2 separate regions of the Gossypium hirsutum genome follow, and region 1 is linked to region 2. The links are chromatin contacts, called in public Hi-C maps. All regions are on one chromosome and are shown on one strand. The core of a region is the stretch at or near the end of the contact, and the rest is flanking DNA. Distances in the headings are between cores, read along the strand shown.

Region 1 (2,700 bases), core at 193-2,692, 130 kb before region 2:
ATAGTAAAAAATTAATAAAACATTTTGATTAGTTTGAATTCTGGAATGACTTGTTAGTAAGGTAAAAATAGAAATATTATGAGTTAACATAATGTTTTAAATATTTATATTAGTATAATTTATATTATTACTATTTATGAAATTTTAAATAATATATTTAATAGTTATGTTATAGTGTGATAAATGTTTTAATTTGAATGTTAGTATTGTGATATTTGATTCACAATATTAAAATAATTTTAATAATGTTATTTATAAATTAAATTATTTAGATTATTTTAAATAATTATCCATGTTTTTGTGGTGTTCAGGCTTGGAATATCAAACCATTGTAAGTAACTTGACATGATTTTTTTTTTTTAACATTACGTATGAGTTGTTAATTAAATATTTTTTTAAACATTTATGTGAACGTATTATGATGATTAATTTACATGCAAGCGTAGTTAATAGTTATCAAATTAATGACATATATGTTAGTGATAATGGTTCTGACTTATTGTACTTCATTATGAGTTAGGACTCAAAAGTAAGAAGAAGCGAGGCAGTTAATTAATTGTAGAATGAACCTAACAACCCATGTGTTGTTGCAGACATAATTTTTGTAAATCGGATGATGCAGAAATTTATTTTTATGTGTTATCCTAGTGTTAGACTACAAATACTGAAATGTAATATTTTAAAGGAAATATTTATTTATGTTATATAGATTATGACGATTTGTAACGAGGCATTATAAGGAGAATGCTTGGTACAAAATGTTGATTAAATATTTCTTTTTACTAGTATTGCATGGGAAGGTGCAAAGTAAATTGCCAAATTGTTACGAGTAATCATTTCTACAAACTCATTTGGGAAACCCCGTGAATTCCTTGGATGAACAATTTTGTCATTAAAAATTTACCAAAATATTTCATAGATTCTAAATTAGTGCAGGTTAAAAAGGTGAAGGCCCAAGATCTTTTACAAGGGGTTTAGGGTTTGTAATATAAAGAAATGTAAAACCTTTTATTCGAAAATGTTAATTAAATAATTTGTTTCATCTATTTTTTTTTTATTTTATAGTTATAAAGTTTAGTAATTATTCATTCCATAATCTTGACATATTGCAATTGAAATTGACGTTTTTTTAAAAAAATTGAATGTGAATTTTGATTGAGTTCATATTGCATTGTAATTATTTATCCACTGACCACAGAGGCATCAAAATTGTTTGTGATAATGTAAACAATTTGAAATTGATTTAATTCATTTGTACAGTTCTAGGGAAGCCTCAATATGAGTAATCGATTCATGGTTTATGTATATTACAACTAGGAAATTCATACGACAGACCATGGCACAGTTTTTGAATCAAACAACAAACTTGCACTGAGGTTCAGTAATAATGCTAACCGTGCAGCCCAAATTTTGCCCACTACCCCAACAAACCAAGCCCAACTAAACAACCCAATTATATCAGCCCAAACCTTAAAAACCAAAACCCAATGCCTAATTCTAGCCCAGTTAGCCTAATACCCAAAATTAGAAAAAAAATAAATAAACAAACCTTAGGTGCGCCGCACGTAAGGTCTTCTGACTATCCGCAGTCTACAGCACCGCCCTTATCACATTCACCGCCCATTTATCTGCAAAAAGAACAGAGCAATCAATTAAAGAGCAAGTTGTAAAGAAAATATGGCTATAAAGAGCCATATTAAAACCGAATGTAATTAGTTTTTTTTTTCTAGAATCAAAACAAGAAATAAAAGATTTTCAAAAACAAAGCAAAGATCGAATATCAAAGAGAAAGAATAAACAAAAAGACAAAATCAAATCAGAAAAAATAAAAGGTGATTCTATCTTTTTATTTTATTTTATTATTATTATTATTTTTGTTTCAAATCTATTTCTTTTTTTTATTTATTTATGTATATATATATATAGAATAAAAATAAAAAGAGGGAAACGAGGCTTACCCTTAAAATCCCCGAAAAACGCTAACTTTTTTGGTTCTGGCGGTGGAGATGTTGGCTGACGGCGGTGGAGATGTCAGAGTCGGCTGGACTTGGAGAGAGGGGGGGAGAGTGTTTTGAGAGGTTTTTATGAAAGTTTTTTTTTAGAAGAAGAGTAGAATGAATTTTTTGTAAAAAAATTGATTTATAAAGCTTATCAAAACAATGTCGTTTTGATTTAAAACACCATGTGCAAAATGGTGTCATTTTGGCCGACCCGCGCCTTGACCTGACCCAGAGCTAGGATCCGCTTGTTTTTGAGAAAATAGTTTATTTGCGCTTTTAGCCCTTCCGCTTTTCTATTGTTTTACAATCAAGTTTCTTTTATTTTTTAATTTTGCCCTATAATTTATTTTGACCTTCAATTTGGTCCCTCTTGGTGCTGTGCGTTTTGGGAGGGAGGGGTATTGCCCATTTTGGTCCTCCTTTGTTATTTGCGCGTCCAAATTGGTTCTTTCCTTTTTATTTTTATTTTGAATACACCCCGAACTTCTATTTTAAGTTCACTTTAGTCCTTTTTAGTTATTTTTACTATTTTCTTATTATTATTTATTATTATTATGATCATTATTATTATTATTATTTTATATATATTATTATTTATATTATTGTTATTATTATTGTTCCTTTTACTATTATTATTTATTATCAATATTATTATTATTATTATTATTATCATCATCTTATTATATTACTATTATCATTT
Region 2 (2,700 bases), core at 74-2,573:
AAAATAGACTATTTTTGGGATAAGGACAATAAGTGTTTGATTCCAAAAACAGATCCAATACTCCTCCCTAAAAAAATCCCAAATCATGGAATAAACCGAGGAACCCACAACACCCCATTAAGTTTGATAGAATTGCGTATGGGATCCATTAACACCAGGTGCCTCCAAAGGGGCATATTGACCTTCAAATCTCATCATTAGTATCCGGGGACTTCAAAAGATCAAATTCATACTGCCCAATCTTTGGGAAAACCCCTCTCAACATCTCCTTCAACAAAATACAACTTATAAAAAAAGGAAATGGCAATAGATTTAATGATTTTATCGTCATAGCACCAATTAGCCCCATCTAATCAGAGAGTCTAAATTTGATTGTGACGGCGACGACTGGTAGAGTTCTATATGCAATAAAAGTTAATCCCTTCCACAAAAACATTCATTTAGTAAGGTTTGGGTTACCATAGCAAACTGTCACAATAAACTAGTAATAAAAAATTATAGATGAAATCTTTAGATGAACAAATTGTGTATGGTTGAACAAAACTTCAACAGATATAGAGTCCTTCCATAAAATCCAGATGTTGCCAACGAAAATTTTTGCTTCAATTCAGTGTGAAAACGGAAACCCAATTTTCAAAATCACACAATCTGCTTGCCGACCACTCAGTCGAGGTCCAAGCAACGCTACCAATGATGGACTAAAATCTCAGACATATTCAGCAAGAGTACGATGAAATCGAATATGACCCGTACCTTGACAATTCCAAATAGAGAACTTACAATTCATAGGAAAGATCCCAAATGTAAGTAAAAAGATACCCATACTTCAATTGACTAAAATTGAGTCAACATCGAGCGCCGACTCCTCATAAGTAGTACTTGAACTTCCTACCTCATTCGCCTTATGATCCGGTTTAGAATCAATTCCTTCCACAATACCACTCATTGCATCCTTGACTAGAATATCCTTACGAGACCCAATCGAAATTTAACCCCTTCCCCTTGAACTTCTCTTTTAGCTTCTCTCCATTTAATAATATTTTCATTTTCCTTGGACGAAAAAATGGTAGCATCCATCATGAATCCTTCACTTGCTCCATCTGGAACCTTCCCTTCATTCCCAATAATATTAGGGTGAGTGTTTTCCTCTACAGAAACAACACAATGACAAGATTGATCAAGAGATAAATATCTCGTCTAGCTTGGTGATGCAAAAGGTTGGGTTCAAAATCTCTTTCCCTTTCTCCAACAAGCCTAGAGTCCAGACCATTAAAGACCACAGTAGCACCCTTTGGACCCTAAATATCACCTTGGACTTTTAACCCAAAGCCCACTGATGTACTACTCTCACCAGGCCCTTTAAGATGTAATTTATGCATCTCTAACCCTGTACTTTACTTCTCTTTACCTAATGCCCGTTTGTTTCTTATTCATAGCTTTAAGCCCAGATTTTGACATCTCTTTCGATTTCCCAATAGAAGGCAAGTTTTGCCCAAACACAAAATTTCATGTTTTACTCCTATTTTTTTCCTAAAATATCTTCCGAAACATCCTCCTAAATTGTAGATAGCACATCAAAATTAAATTTCCCGGATTTGGTGCCTTGATTTTCGACGCCTGAAGAGTTACCTATTTTGGGGTAGTTTTCTTGTCCTACGCTTACCACCATCCAAGAGCCGTAACTCTCCTCCTCCACCCTATTTTTAATATTCACCACCAATAGTTTCTTTCTTTCAACAAATTCTACCTCATTGTTCCTCATACCAAGCGCAAGACATCTCTCCTTTAGATGACCATAGTGCCCACATTGAAAGCATAAGTAGGGAGGGACTCTTATTCAACCCTTTGAAGTTGGCCATCAATTCGGATATTAGAAATCAAAGAGAGCCCCAATTCAACATCGACAGCCATGTGAGCGAATTGAACTCTCGTCCCATTATCTGTATTATAATCAATACGAATAACATTCTTAATCACCTCCCCAATTGCGAGCCGAATACTTTTTTTTTTATACATCACACCAAGAAGATCCGGTAAGCGAATCCTAGCAACCATATTGAAGGGGTACTCTTGCATCGTGCTAAAGTTTAGAGTCCATGGTTGTACTATCAAAAACTGAAAAAAAATCACCCAGTGCCCAAATAAAACTTTTATATAATCTTCAATAGATCTAAATTTGGCCATTTTCAAGATCCATTAGTTGAAACGTCTGAGTTGGTTTCCACAAGATGAAAGTCTTGCTAAAAAGGGTGTTGAAACCAATGTCCTGGCCTAAAAGTTTAATGATCACAGTCTTTGACATGCTATCGCCCATAAGTTAATGCACCTGATTAGAAAAATTAATTGAAGGAATTCCTCCATTATTATTAGTAACATCACCCTTCATCAATTCAATATCCTTCTCAAGGCTCTCACCCAACAGTTTGCTCTCCCCATATTGGTTTAGGATTTTGTCTCAAAAGAACATTTTGTCCATCCCAGCTACTTCCATAATAACATTATCCTGGTCAAGAGGGTTTTCTTCCCATAGCCGAACTTTCTTCGTAGCCCTACCAACTTTTTGCCCCTCCTTGCGATCACCTTTTTTTTTAATTAATGTTTTTAATTATTAAACATATTATTTTCAAGTTTTTAATTAATAAACTTGCTTTTAAGTTTTTTAATTTATTTTTCATATAGATAGAATAATACCATGAAAAT

What was found. Hi-C and Micro-C count contacts between places; a contact is called where the count stands out from the background.
Region 1: a contact with region 2 is called in a Hi-C map of leaf, with 3 times the contacts expected there. The contact joins two enhancer-like sites. A contact is called at or near these places in 3 of 34 Hi-C or Micro-C datasets (callus and leaf).

The regions. Positions count from the first base shown.
Region 1 is chrA08:20,792,308-20,795,007 of Gossypium_hirsutum_v2.1, reverse strand. No RefSeq gene overlaps it. Among protein-coding and RNA genes, the nearest start is that of LOC107921180, 89 kb to the left of the region's middle. Within about 2 kb of position 1,442, at least 1 of the 9 cell types and tissues checked has an H3K27ac peak or open chromatin away from gene starts, as enhancers often do. A contact at or near this core is called in leaf, where this site is marked.
Region 2 is chrA08:20,658,869-20,661,568 of Gossypium_hirsutum_v2.1, reverse strand. It overlaps the pseudogene LOC107945580. Among protein-coding and RNA genes, the nearest start is that of TRNAE-UUC, 22 kb to the right of the region's middle. Within about 2 kb of position 1,323, at least 9 of the 9 cell types and tissues checked have an H3K27ac peak or open chromatin away from gene starts, as enhancers often do. A contact at or near this core is called in leaf, where this site is marked.